Regions from separate parts of the Mus musculus genome. Here region 1 is linked to region 2. A link is a contact called in public promoter capture Hi-C data. All regions are on one chromosome and are shown on one strand. The core of a region is the stretch at or near the end of the contact, and the rest is flanking DNA. Distances in the headings are between cores, read along the strand shown.

The links. Promoter capture Hi-C pulls out the DNA fragments that hold promoters and counts their contacts.
Region 1: a promoter capture Hi-C map of hippocampal neurons shows a contact between it and region 2, with 7 times the contacts expected there. The contact joins two enhancer-like sites. A contact is called at or near these places in 1 of 39 promoter capture datasets (hippocampal neurons), 3 of 15 datasets of contacts at CTCF or cohesin (the NIH/3T3 cell line, embryonic stem cells and large pre-B cells), 17 of 484 Hi-C or Micro-C datasets (3T3-L1-derived adipocytes, CD4 T cells, CD8 T cells and 9 more) and 8 of 115 datasets of contacts at active chromatin or transcription factors (embryonic basal ganglia, embryonic limb bud, fibro-adipogenic progenitors and 5 more).

The regions. Positions count from the first base shown.
Region 1 is chr12:32,909,503-32,916,813 of GRCm38.p6, reverse strand. No RefSeq gene overlaps it. Among named protein-coding and RNA genes, the nearest start is that of Gm33484, 4.0 kb to the right of the region's middle. Within about 2 kb of position 2,168, at least 4 of the 459 cell types and tissues checked have an H3K27ac peak or open chromatin away from gene starts, as enhancers often do. A contact at or near this core is called in hippocampal neurons, where this site is marked.
Region 2 is chr12:32,633,282-32,640,909 of GRCm38.p6, reverse strand. No RefSeq gene overlaps it. Among named protein-coding and RNA genes, the nearest start is that of Gm33380, 56 kb to the right of the region's middle. Within about 2 kb of position 3,254, at least 17 of the 459 cell types and tissues checked have an H3K27ac peak or open chromatin away from gene starts, as enhancers often do. A contact at or near this core is called in hippocampal neurons, where this site is marked.

The sequences.
Region 1 (7,311 bases), core at 919-3,418, 280 kb before region 2:
AAACAGGCCTATAGTTATGGCAGCTATAGAAAGTAGTACCAAAATAATCTCAGTTATCAGTGTGTGACACTAAGTTAGCTTATGCACTTCACAAAGGGTTTCAATGTAGTCAAGTCTGATTTGTACTTAGTTTATTTTGTTCCTCAAAGAGATTTGGGTATGCTTTGTTGTACAGGTGGGATTGAGATAATCCTCACAAGAGTAATTTTCACCAGACTCTGCTTTGCTTAAATACACACCTAAAAACACCACATGGGGTCAGACTCCCGAAGCTGGACCACACTGGCTACTGGGTTGTGTCATCCTAAGCTGCCCTTTTGTTCCCCCACAGCTCATCACTGGGTACCTGTGAAGATTGCAGAGCTGCCCCCACTCTGCACCTAACAACACAACATTATAATATTTAAAACAAAATGTCAAATCGCTTGTGATAAATCTATCATGACAGGACACATCTTAAAAGAAGGTTGGTTTTTTTTTTATTTGTTTTATTTGTGAGTGTTTGTCTGCATGTATGTATGTGCACCATGTTCACGCTTGGTATCCTCAGAGGTCAGAGAGGGTGTCAGATACCCTAGAACCAGAGGAACAGTTATGAGCCTCCATGTGGGTGTTGGTAACCAAACCTGGGGCCTTGCAAGAGAAGTAAGCACTCTTAATTGCTGAGCTATCTCTCCAAACCAAATAGTACAACTTTTTAATATGTCACTTTAGGTTTTTGATCATACAGACAAAAATTACTGCGAACGGGGCTAGGAAGATGGCTCAGTGGCCAAAGTGCTTGCAGCACAAATGGAAGGACCAGAATTTGGATCTCTAGGACCCATGTAATAGCCATAAAATCTAGGTAGGCATAGTAGCTGCCTGTAATCCCATCTTTGGGGAGCCAGAGACATGGTATCCCTGGGGGCAAGCTATCTAGATAGACTGGTAGATTAGTAAGCTCTAGGTTCACCTGAGAGATCCTGCTTCAATAAATGAAGTCAGTAGAGAGTGATCAAGGAAGATACCCAATGTCAACTTTGGGCTCCCATGTGGGAAAGAGGAAGAGAGAAAGGGAAAGGGGGAGGGGAAGGGGGAGGGAGGGGGAAGGGGGCGAGGGAATATAAATGTGAACACTGCAGAAGTAGAAATAAACATACATACTATGACCTTGCTTCAGCAGAAAGGTGGTGTTAACTTTCTACCTTTAAAACAATGTAAAAATATATCTAGTAGAAGAACCTTAGTCACAGAACTGTAGCTGCAAAGGAGTCTGGCAGATGAGGCTTTCAACATTCCAGACTCCGAAATACTTTCTTAGCATACAGAGAGATTTGGAATGGACAATGAATGCTAACTTACCAAATCCACCAAAACTTCTGAACCAAAGTAAAAAAAAAAAAAAATCATGATATTAAACTTAAAATGGTTTAAAATTGATTGGTAAATCTCTATATTTCAAAACCTGTGAGGTGCAGCTAAGAGAGTACTCGGGAACTAATGAGGTCATTGTTACATCAGAAAATATCTGGGAACTAAAGATTCAGACCTCAAAACTTTAGAAGTAAATCCACCATACCACATACAAAGAACGCAACCTAGAAATAATAAAAGCAAACAATCAACACAGGAAGTAACAATAGCAAGGAAATAACAGAAACTTGGTGCACAGAGAGGAACAATAAGATAGGTTTCCAGCAACATTACCCACATAAAGGAGAAAGGTAAATGACTATGACATTAATGAAAAGAACCATAGACTCTGAAAACATCACAACAATAAAAAGGAATTATGAGTGACTTTAGCCAATAAAATTGAAGGCTTGCATTACTGCCTCCTTAGAGAATTAATGTTCTAAAGTTGACAGAAGAGTAAGAAAAATGGGGTCTTGTGACCTTACATAAAAGGCCAGCTATCAGTCCCACCCTTTGAGAAGACACCAAGTGCAGATTTTACATGTGACATCCAACAAACTTTCACTGAATACTGAATTCTGAGCAAAGAGAGCCCTTCCAGTGTCAAAGAACAGTTGGAGTTTTAATAGAGCACTCTCTATTTTTAAATGCTGGCAGCTTTTAAAGCATTTTTTTTTTTTGTCAGTGCAGGCAAAATATAATATGTCTGCAGGCTGGTTCCAGCCCACAGTCTGCTGGTTTGCAACCCCTGTTCTCAGCCTCACCAAGGAACACCCTTGTGAGTCGGCTGACTTAGGTCTGACAGTAACAAAACTTGCTGATAGAGTGGTGAGACGCTGACATGCATATTCAGAGGTGGTTGTGGAAATGGTCTGAACACTACAGCTAAGTGCAGTGCTCCTAAGTCAGGCTGATGTGCGGTACTGTTGGGAGGCAGAGGACGGGCCACATCCTTTGTGAGCTTTTTCAGTCTGGTCATCTCCCATACCTTGTGGCTTGTCTTCTCTGCTTTTCTTTCTCATCTTTCCTTTCATCTTTCTCCCTTTTCATTGTCTGTGTCTCTGCGAATCCAGTGAACTCGAAGGCCTCATGCATGCTAAGCAAGGGCTCCGCCACTAAGCTGCATCCTCTAGCTCTTTTGGGGGGCTGGAGAGATGGCTCAGTGGTTAAGAGCACTGTCTTTTCTTCCAGAGGTCCTGAGTTCAGTTCTCAGTCACAACCGTCTATAATGGGATTTGGTGCCCTATTCTGGTATGTGGGCATACATGCAGATAGAGTACTCATGTGCATAAAATAAATCTTTGAAGAAGTATATTTTATTCTGAGGCAGAGTTTCACTGTGCTCACCAGGCAAAGTTGTACTTATGATCCTCCTGCCTCAGTCTCTTGAATAGTGAGGATTATAGGTTGTGCCACTAGGCCTGACTTAGTCTTTCTCATGAATAGCGTCTTTAAAAAAATATTTTCCAGCTCTAGTGAAGAACAACTGACCAAAAATTGTACATATTTAATATATACAACAACATACTGATTTGATACATGTAAGCCTTACAAAATAATTGCCACAATCAAGTTAACTAACACATTGAAAACTTTAGTTACCCTTTAAATACAATATATAATATTATATATTATGTATAATGTAATATTATATATAACACATAATATATAATATATACATATAATAATATTTTATATATTATATAATGTGTAAATTAGGGTCAACATACTTATATCCTCCCTCGATTATTATTTACTTATGCTAAAACATTGCAAATTCTACTAACTTTAAAAACATATGTGACATGTGGTCTTCACCTGTCATCAATCCTCCTTAGCAACAGCGCAGAAGGACTTATCTCTCCCTCTGTACTGTGACTCAGTCCCACCGATAGACACCTCATCACCATCTCTGTCCCCATCTGTCCCTTCTCCTGCTCTTACAGCCTCTGGGGTGCACCATGCTGCTCTCGGCTTCCTTGAGTCTACGCTGTGGACTACACAGTACTGTGAGCTCATTTCATGGTGTCTGGCTTATTTGACTAAATGCAATGACCTCCAGGTAGGTACACCTTATCATAAATGATGGGGTTTCATTTGTTTTGTGAGGTCAAATAGCATTTCATTATGCCTATGGACCATATTTTCTTCATCCACTTATCAGATGATAGGCATTTAGGTTGCTTCCATTTCTTGGGTCCTGTGATTCTACAATAAACATGGACATGCAGATTCCTCTTTCATATCCTGATTTAATGTCCTCAGTAAGTGTGAGATTGCTGGATCGTCTAATTTTTATTTTTTTATTTTTATTTCCAGGTATCTCCGTATTGTTTTCCAGAGCTGCTGTTTATTTATATTTCCACAAGCAGTGTGCAGAAGTTCCCCTTCCTCCTCCTCGTAAGTAGCCTTTGCTGTCGTTTACATGTCATGGCAATTCTTGCAACACCTTACTGTGGTTTTGACATATGTTTCTTGGGTGACTGTTAGCCTGACCCTTTTCATGTTCGTCTTGGCCATTTGCATGTCTTCCTTCAGAAATGCCTATGTAGATCTGCTGACAATGTTTTACTTGGAGTTTATTACCACTGAATTGCTTGATTTCCTTTTATGTCCCAATTATTAGCTCATTGTCAGAGAAATAGTTTGAAAATATTCCTCTCATTTTCTAGGTAGTTGGCTCTGCTGTTTCACTCGCTAGGCAGGCCATGTTTTTCTTCTGTTTCCTTCCCCACCTCCTTGTCCCTCCGCCTCTCCTCTCCCTCTTATTTTCCTCCCTTCTTCCTCTTCCTTTCCCCTCCTCTTCTCTCCTCTTCTTCCTTTCCTCTCCTCTCCTCCTCTCCTCTTCTTCCTTTTCCTTTCCTGTCTTCTCCCTCTTCTCTTTCTCTCCTCCTCTTCCCCTTCCTCTCTTCCTCTTTTCCTCTACTGAGGAATCCAGAGGTAGAATCCAGAACACCATCCATGGCAGGCAAGCACTTCCATCATTGAACTATATCTGAAAAACTTTGAGGCAGGACCCTGCTAAGTTGCCCAGGCTGGCCTCTGTGTCTTTAAATGCACTTTTCTTAATACATCTTTTCTGTGTTGCCACCCGATACAGTAATGAACACAGCAAATTGATGCTTCCACCAGAGACTCTGACTCCAGGAAAAAATGCATTATGATACTTAGGTCCCACTTAGGGCCCTATAATATTATAGGGTCTTACACAGCCTATAATTGCTCACCCATCTTTTGTTAAGAGAAGTAATAGAACATAGTAACTCAGATCATGAGCTCTGGAGCCAGCCAGTCCTGTTTAGATTTTGCCTCTCCTGCCCCATATGACCCTGTGACCTCTCCATCCTCTCTTTTGCCAATGGTAAACAACATGAACAAGACAGACAGACAGACAGACAGACAGACAATCCCTGATCAAAGGTATTCACACTGTGGTTGTTGGAAACCCATAATAAAAAGACACAGTATGTATCACATAGTAGATTCTATTTTCCCAGCCTTGGATCAGGGCTTTGCCACATAACAGCAGGAGGCAGAAGCTGATCCAGTTCTGGGCAGGAGCCCGTGGGGGTCTGTCTTTCCAAGTGCTTTCTGTTCTTCACTGCTGCCCCGATTGAGTAGGTGACTAATCTCAGGAGGATGAAAAGGCAGGAGGTAAGCTAAATTTAGCTGGGGTGATCCAGTCTCTAGCGGGCTCCAGATGTGTGAGTGGTTGCTGGTTTAAGCTACTGAGCTGAGGTGATTGACAGACTGCCTCTGTCTGTTGTTGCCTTAAGCCCCACAGCACATTTAATCCTTGCAGCAGTCTGAGGGTGGGTATTAGGAACCCTTAGTGATCGGAAATCATCTAATGTGCAATAAAAATATTAAAGTCTTGCTTGCGTGCAAAACTTGAAGTAAAGCAAATATCAACATCTCCTCTCTACCTCTCCAACCCAAATCTTGTTAAGAATCAAGAAGTTTCAAGGTGACATGAGTGGCCAGAGTCAGATAGTGTGGCCAAGTGCGTCATTAAATGTCAATCTGATAAGAGAAAGACTTTGCATTTTATTTATTTTATTTTAGTCTGAGGGTTTTTTTGTTTTGTTTTGTTTTTTTGTTTTTTTTTTAACAGAGTTACCCTATGTAGTGTAGTCTTTGTCCTGGAACTCACTTTGAAACCAGGCTGGCCTCGAACTCAGAGATCCACCTGCCTTTGCCTACAGAGTCCTGGAATTGATGGATTATTTTAAATAACCAAGCTTGTAAGATATCAAACCTCCATTAAATCCCTCATATAAAAAGCTGTTCAGAGGTTACTCTCGCAGAAGACTGGGTGTAGTTCCCGGCATCAACATCGGGCAGTTCACAGGCACTTTTAACTCCAGCCCCTGGGGATCTAGCGCCCTCTTCTGGCCTTTGAGGGCTCTTGTACTCACACTAACACCACCATCATCGCACAATCTCATAATTAAAAATCTTTTCTAAAAGGTTCTGCTTGTAATATCACGCCCAATTCATGGGAAAAGAAGAGGAGATGTGGAGCGCTTGGTCGCACAGCTGGTCAGCGAGAGCAGGATGTCAAGGCAACGCCGAATGCCTGAAACGGTTTCCCCGTGGACGCAATTCAGGAAAAGTCACCACAGGAGAGTCCAGTCCTTTCTTTGCTTAGGCTGAGTGGGTTAGTGTATGGTAAGAGCTCAGTGCCCTCCATTCTCAACCAGATTCTTGAATTTCTAGTGAATTGAGATGTGAGGGGCTTGATTTGGCACAGTCTCTCTGGCCCCTGATGTCTGCAACATTGTGCTCGGACTCCCCAGGATGATCCTCTGGGAACTTCCACATCCAGGCCTCCTGGTTTCTGCCATGCATAGTTTCTTGGTCTTAAAACGGGGTGATTTATTTTCTTTAAACGTTTAATTAGCTAGTGTGCGTTTGTTGTGTATAAAATAACGTGCAGGATTCCGTTCTCTTCTGCTCAGGGATTGAATTCAGGTCCGCAGGTTTGGCAGCGAATGGAGCCATCTCACAGACTCCTCACCTACTTTCTTTTCAGCTTCTGACTGATCTCTCCATTCTCCACCGCAGCGGTGTCTCATCCTTCTGGCGTCTGCTCCTTGGCTCAGAGAACTGAAGCCTAGAGAATTTGGTCAGCCTACAAATTCGGCAGTCAATTCCTGGCCCTCTGTTGCCCTCTAGTGGACTTTTGTCTTATAACTTCGTGTACACGATGCGTTTCAACTCACTGTGCTGCTGGAAGCCACTATTGTTTCTAATAGTTCAAAGGATGTAGCTAGCAATTAGATTTAATCTCTGACTCATTTCAGCCTGCTTCACAATATTAAGGCATGTTTTTGAAAAAAAAATCCCTCATTGTTTAATGGAAAGACGTGAGGCAAATCAGCGATTACTGTTTCAGAGGACCCGGGGGAAAGTCAACTCTCACTTCCACCAGTCTTATTAGTGTTAAGAAGCCAGCAAATAAGCCATTCAGCAAACATCATCTGAGCACGTGTGTCACGCACTGTCCAAGTAGTGGTGTCTGGGTGGAAGGAAATGTCCAATTCTTACACTGTGTGTCAATAGGCGACAACACGGTTTTTGCCGTTAAAGAGTAAAGACAACCCCACGTCTATGGCTTATGGGAAGAGGAAATCTCTACAGCCCTTCCTAACCACAAGCCAGTCCATTATTTCTGGGCTTGGTTAATTGCCATCAGGTCAGAGAAGTCGTAGCCAGAGAGTAAGAGAATGTAAGAGTCCAAGTTCTGGACAAGTGTACAACAATGAGCAAACTCCTTTTCCACAGCAGCATCACAAACACGTACTAGCGTCTGGAGGCTAAGGGTCACATGCCAGTAAGTGACTGGGGTTGAAATAGACTCTCCCAGGGGGGAATTGCTGCAAAGCACCCTGTGTAGGCCTTAGACTCAGC
Region 2 (7,628 bases), core at 2,005-4,504:
GTTACCCAAAACAGTGTCCACTGCAGAGGACTCATAAAAGGGGATTCCCCAGAAGCCAGTAGCAACAAAGCAGCTGATTTGACTGCCTGGAAGTAACCTGAGAACCAGTGGTGCCTCACCAAGGCTTGGTAGCCCTGTCAGAGCCCAGCTTACCAGTTACCTGGAATATAGCCTGGGTAAGATTGACTCAGAGAAACAAGAACTGGCAAGACAGTATAAATAGGGATATTGGCTACTGCTGGACAACAGACCCATCCTTCCCGTGAGTCTGGGAAGGTAACTGGCTTTGGATCTTTACCAAGCCACCCACTTAGTGACCACAGAAACTGTTAAACTCCTTAGACCCGGGTATTATGTTCCAAATTAGAAAATCCTGAATAAAGACACCACCTTTAGACATGTCACTTGTGTTCAGGAAAATCCCAAAGCAGGGAGGAAGGTCCCAGGAGAGATTCAGGCTTGAGAAAACTGGTCTGGAGAACACGGGAGTTGTACTTTACTGAAATCAGGCCCAAATATTTGCTGGTGTTTGTAGATGGAGGCTTCCCTAATAGATACCAAGAAAGTTCTTCAGGAAATAATACCTACATTTTGAGTGTTACTAGCTTTGGGGTCTGGAAATGGCTTGACCTTCATAGCCAAACTCTCAAAATCTGACAGTTATAAAATATCAATTGGAAATTACATCGTGCATATAGGCCATAGAGCTCAGGGGAGGTAGAAAGAATGAATAGAACTCTTAAGGAGATTCTGACCAAATTGGTTCTGGAAACTGATGAAGACTGGGCCAAGCTCCTTCTCTGCTCTCTCCTGCTCAGGGTCCAGTGTTATTGTAAGAAGGGGATTGCTCCTTTTGAAATTATGTCTGGGAGAATACCTCCCATCTTTCCCAACCTCTGACCAGAGTTTACTAATCCCGATGTACAATGCTGTTCCCATGCCAACCAATCAGTGTTAACTAGAGAAAAACCTTGCCATGGTCAGCTAAACTGCACAGAAAGGAGAGAAAGGAAAGACGGATCAGATACCCTGTTTACCTGGTCCCCATGGCAGACCACCTCTCTGTCAGGATTAGCTGGATCATGAGTCTTATCCTAGTCAGGCTATTAGTAGGACTCTGTATCCTCAATTGCATGACCAACTAAATTATTGGTCCCTAGGACCAACTATGCCTTCCTAGTACATGATAAGTAAACAACTTGACTCAGGCCCACAGAACGAGTGGGGAATGTAAGGCAGCAGGCACATGCAGCGGTTCCTTCATCTTGTATTCTTGCTGAGGCCATTTCATGCTTAACTAGATGTTGATCTCATGGATGGAGAATCCCATGAAAAAATTACCCAACTCTATTCTAGGAATTCAACATCAAAATACGCAGTAAACTTATCTCTGCTTCTGCTGACCTGCTTGCTTGCTCAGAACTACTCCTTCTACCTACTGCTTATTTTAGCTTCATGATGCCAGGGCATAGGTTTTCTCTTCAAAAACCCTGTGTGCAGGACACTAGGCACTACACTTAGATCCTGAATAACTGAGTATAGCCTTGCTAACTGAAATGAAGACTTTCAATAGGCCATACATTGTTTCTGAGTGGTCATTTTTGATGGACTCCCCATAACACTTTTGGCCATGTTTTATTATCCCAGAAAATAGAAACCTCCAATCAATACATTATTCTTAAGATTTATTTTGTTAAAGTGAAGCACAAAAAGAAAAAGATAAGGAGGTAGATAATTCACAAACAGATCCTAAGTCTACTTACTACATCTAAAGATTGTTAGATGTTCCATTTCTGATCTTAAATTGTAGTGGTGAGCATGAAATTAATATATCTCCACTGATAATCAACAAAGAAAGTACCAAGGGAACCCAGGAGAAATGCGCCAGTTTTAAATGATATATTAGCATCGTTCAGTATAATTTTTCAAATTTTGTCTTCAGACGTCACAGAATATTTCTACAATTAGCTCAAGTGCTAACAATGATAGCTGCTCTGTACCCCCAAGGGAAAAGAGTCCTACCTCACTAAAATTGGAGATACAGGAATCTACTGTGTCTTGGCGAGCAGAGGTACAGGGAAAAATTGTGTAATTTGTGGGAAGGGGATTGATGTTTGGGAAGAGAACGGATCTATACCATTCCTAGTTGCAAGGAGTACAGGGTTGCCAGGAGCCATTCCAATCCTCCTGGCTCCAGGTCTTTCATGAAGAAGGGATCAATACCACCAATGGTGTCTCCACCTGATGCCATTTTTTCCACTTAAGTCTTTGGAGCCTATGGGTGTCTATCTGTCTGCCAGATAAGATGCTGCAGTCCTTCCATAGTGTTTTCTAAGCATCTACTTGGAAAATAGCATTCTTCCCAACACTTACCCCAGTCCTTGACTATTTTATGAAAGAGCTTACATTTAGTGTGAAAGACAGATATGTGTACAATAAGAGGATGGATTCCGTGCAAGAACATGAGGGTCAGGCAGGCAGGGTACTGTTCGCATGAGAATGTTGAACAAGGCATTGCATGGACTGGATACTTGCCAGACACAGATGAGGAAGAGCAGTCCAGCTAGAGGGAAGGATGGAATAAAACCCAGCGAGATGAGGAAAGAGGTATATTTGACACAGCAGTAATGCCAGTGATATTGAATTAGTAAGTGTATGTCTGTATGTGTACAGGTTATGAGACAGGTTAGAAAGTTCCCTGTGTGCCACATTTTGGACTTTATATTTCATCCCATGGCTAATGGTGTGGACTTTTCAGTAGGAAGTCATGGTCAGTTCTGATATCCAAAGAAGTGACAGTGGCAGCAGTGGGGAATAGAGAGGGATGAGGCTAGATACCCAGGAGTCAGTGTGGAGTAGCTGAAGTTGTCTCAGAAATCCCAAAGAAAGTTAGTTTACCAAGACAGGCCATGGCTCAACTGTGATAGTGCATATGGTCATGAAGAAGAAGTCTTCCGTGGCAATTGTTCAATTGATTGACAGGATGAAAGCTTGACATTCTAGTGGGTGTACACAGGCTATCCTCAAATGAGATTCAAGGAAGTTGTGTGCTTAGAAACACTACTAACAAGTCTGTAGAGGAGTCTCTTCTCCCTGGCTTCAAAGGGATGATATTTTTTAAAGGGATGTGTTTGTTTAGCAAATGGAACTTTTGATCATGGAAGGGACCACACAAGCGGAGGGGAGACAAGACCTTCTTTGTTCACAATTTCTCTTCTGTTGAAAAAGTTTCTTTACCGCTTTTGTGCTTGAATTTTTCCCTGCTATTAATCTGCCACCTTGTGGCCTAATGAGGAATTTCAATTTTAAACTGAGAGGAAGGACTAAGAAGTCAATATTCCTTTCCGAGAACACAAACCCTGCCATAGCATAGCGCTGGCTGTGAAAAAGATCAAAGGAGAGCAGAGATACCCCGCTACTATGTAACCCCTTCTTCCCTGCTCACCAACGACGCTGTGGGATAGGAATTCACAGGGCAAAAGGAAGAACAGAGTCACAGGCACTTAGAATTCTGTGTGCTTTTCATCCTACAAAGCGATAGCTTGGATAGTGTCTTCAAATTTTAATGGAAAGTTTAATTGACCTAAAAGTTAAATAATCAGGTAAGATTATCATTAGCATCCAAAATACTGTATAGAATCATAAGACAACTTTGCAAACAGATAACAATTAGGCATCAAATAATCACTCTGTAAAGTGAAATGAATGACGTATGTCCACATATGCCTCTTAGCATCCACATGGCAGGTCACAGTCATCTATAACTCCATTCCAGGAAATCTGACACTCTCTTCTGCCTCCGTGGACACCAAGCACACACACACACACACACACACACACACACACACACTATATATATATGTGTATATATATATATATATATATATATACACACACACACACACACACATCCAGGCAAAACAATAAATAAATACACATACAAAATAAAAATAAATAGATCATTTAAAAATAAAAGGCCAGTTAAGTCACCTAGGGACTAGTATGTTTCTGAAATTTCTACTTTGATATCTTTATTCTAATCTGACTCCACAAATGCCCATGAGTTCTTTATTTTCTTTATAGCCAATCTTCTTGTTTTCTTGGTCCAGGCCTATTATTCTTAAATACTGTTACACAGAATACTCTGTGTTCTCCTCCCAGACAGCCATATTTTTAATTTCTCTCTCTCTCTCTCTCTCTCTCTCTCTCTCTCTCTATATATATATATATATATATATATATATGAATAAAGTGGTCTGTAAGCTTCTTTCTGAATGGGCAGCTATTTATTACAGCAGGCCATACTTGGCTGAGGTTAGCAACAAACCTCAGTTGCCTTTTAACATTCAAAAGAAATGCAGGGCCTTTGAAACACTGCAGGCTTCTTTTACTTTTCTTACTAATTTGGAATTCTGGCTTCCTTCTCTTTCAGGTTTTATGATTACTTGTTATTTTTGTTTGTACTCTTTTTCACAATGTCTGAAAGGATGGGAGAGGTGGGAGGAAAGGCCAAGGTAATTGAGTCCACCTAGCTGCCTCTGCAGTTAACAGCATGCCAATTCTAAACCCTGGGCTTCATTTTAATCTATTCTTTCACACAAAACAGCATCCAGTTGATATGTGCAGAATCAGGAGCATAGTCACCACAGCTGTCCTTTCATGTTTATGAGGTCCACACTTGGGGTATGAGAATTGCATCTGTTGAACATGGCTTAGGTTTTCTTGATATTATTCCCCTTTAAAAACCCATAAAACCATTCACATAGCATTTTTCTTGTATCAGGTATTATTAATAATCTGGATGAATTAAAGTATATGAGCATATACATCTAAGTGATAGAAAAATATTACTAATACATCATTATATATAAGGTGCTTGATACTTGAGAATTTGCACATCTCTGTATGTGGTGGAGGGAAACTAATTCTCTGAGGCTACCAAAGGATGTCTGTATTATACAAATGATATGGAAATTAACAGTGACTATAATAAACTGATGAAAGCAAGTTAGGGGAAAACAGGGCTTATTTTGGATTGTAGTTCCATGAGGTTAGAGTCTATATTGATGGGGAAAGCATGGGAGCAGGGGCAAGAAGCAGAGAGGTCACATTTTATCCACACACAGAAAGAGAGATAGGATGGGAAGTCAGTGAGGCTACAAACCCTCAAAACTCACCCCCCCCCCCCAGTGATGTATTTCCCAGTGGTGTTAGGAAGTGATGAATCTCCACTTCCTGACAGTTCTGTACCCCCCAAAACCATGTCACCAGCTAAAGACCAGCTGTTCAAATGCATGAACTTAGAGGGGCATTCTCATACTATAACAGTCCTGGGTCATGCCAGCAGTGTAGGTAACATGAATAATCAGAAATGAAAGTGATCAGAGGGTGCAAAGCCAGGAGGGAGTTCAGAGTAAACCTTAAGCTTGGGATGGGCACAGCACTTACCATTTGCCTTACAACGTTATTCACTCTACCTAGAGCTGAGAACTGTTTATGCAGGAAACACACTTCCTCTGTCTGTCTGAGCACTCAGAAAGGCTGCATTGCCTCCTAAGGTAAGATGAGATGCAGCTGTTAGCTTGCCCTTTTAGCCCTGTGAAAGACAGGTGATCTACTTCCTCCAGGCACAAGCTGTGTTAGCAGCTCAGTTCTCCCCAGCAAGGGGAAATGGAACTAATTCTGCCACCCTCAAGGAATAACTAAGCACGAACCCCTGCCTGTTCTCACGGGGTTACAACCTTTCTCTTTCCAGTATGCTTCTGGCTTTCACTTTCTGCATTTCCTTTCTCTTTCTCCTGGAAACGGAACCGAGCTAAGCACACCTAACCCAACTTCACTGCACCTTCCTTCAAGAGCAGGACCTGGCTCCTTGTTCAGCAGCTGAGGGTCTGCCTGATGTATCTCACCACACTGGACTTGTTTGCTATCAGTGTCATCATGCAGAGAGCTGAGGTCACAGAATCTAAGAGAACATGGGATTTTCTGTGTCTTCCTTTTGGGGCATTCTGGAACATTTTCTAAAGCCTAAACATCCTGGTTGTTCAGTTGCCTCTCCCTTTCCAGAAGCCTAGTGCTACTTCAACTTTGACCCCAACTCTGAGATCATCCTGGCTCTGAGACCCAATCAGAATCATTATCACCCAGCTGGAGGAGGGGAAAACATCACCATTCCTTAAGGAGTTCAGATGGTCATGACTGAGAAGTAAAGTTTATTGTAGAATATACACAATCTCCTAATGAATCAATCACCTAAGTCTACAAGTGTTTGGGTTTAGGGTTCAAGGGCAACACTAAGGTCAGTTATCTTTTGGGAGTTAGCATTTTGTTGGAGAGATGGTAATGCCCACATGGCAGAGCTAGGGTCCCTCCTTATATATTTTAGGGGAAGTGAGAGGTTCTATGTCACAGGATTGGTGCTTGCAGACTACCTGTCTGATTCATGGGCAGCCGGGAGAGAGGAATCTGTCTGCTTCGGGCCTGTAAGAAGAGTCTGCTAGAAGGGTGGGGAGAGTAAGAACTTAGGAAAGCAAATCAGCAGGGAAGCTTTTAAAAAGGCATGGCCCTGGCTAACAGAATCCCTCCCCAAAATCTCCCCAAAAGATGTAAGTTATGAAGGAGGGTAGGAAGAACTGGAAGCAGGAGGGTGCTTTGCTTGAAGACCATTGGATGCAACAGAAATGTGGGATTGCAGTCAAGGTGAGGTGAGATTGCCCCATAGCCACAGTAGACTCCACTCTGCTTTCACCATTTTGTCTGCTGCATCCAAACTGGGCCTTAAACTATCTCTGTATATTTCTGTATCCAGGCCAGACAGTCTGCCCATTAGTCAGAACTGTCATATGGGTTGAAAGCCATTGTGAATCTAAATAAAGAAGTACCCTTTTCTCTTCTTTTCTTTTCTTTTCTTTTCTTTTTTTAATTAGGTATTTTACTCATTTACATTCCCAATGCTATCTCAAAAGTCCCCCATACCCTCCCCCCACTCCCCTACCCACCCACTCCCACTTTTGGCCCTGGCGTTCCCCTGTACTGGGGCATATAAAGTTTGCAAGTCCAATGGGCCTCTCTTTCCAGTGATGGCCAAGTAGGCCATCTTTTGATACATATGCAGCTAGAGTCAAGAGCTCCAGGGTACTGGTTAGTTCATATTGTTGTTCCACCTATAGGGTTGCAGATTCCTTTAGCTCCTTGGTTACTTTCTGTAGCTCCTCCATTGGGAGCCCTGTGCTCCATCCAGTAGCTGACTGTGAGCATCCACTTCTGTGTTTGCTAGACCCTGGCATAGTCTCACAAGAGACAGCTATATCAGGGTCCTTTCAGCAAAATCTTGCTAGTGTATGCAATTATGGGATGATCCCTGGATATGGCAGCACCCTTTTCTTAAGCTACTGAAACAGCGTAAGATTCAAGTCAGAGCAAGGGAGCAGAGAAGCCTGTTCTCTGTAGAAGTAAGAGACCTGCTAAGGCTGTGTGGTGTTTACTGGAGTTTGGTGCTTTTTGTATTTAATCATGCCAATTTATACCGTCCTTTGTTTTCTTCTTTTGTCCCTAATAATTCTATTGCCATTTCCTCTCAGTGCTGTCTCACCATAACCCTTCTGGATCGTTTTCTTTCTTTCTTCAAA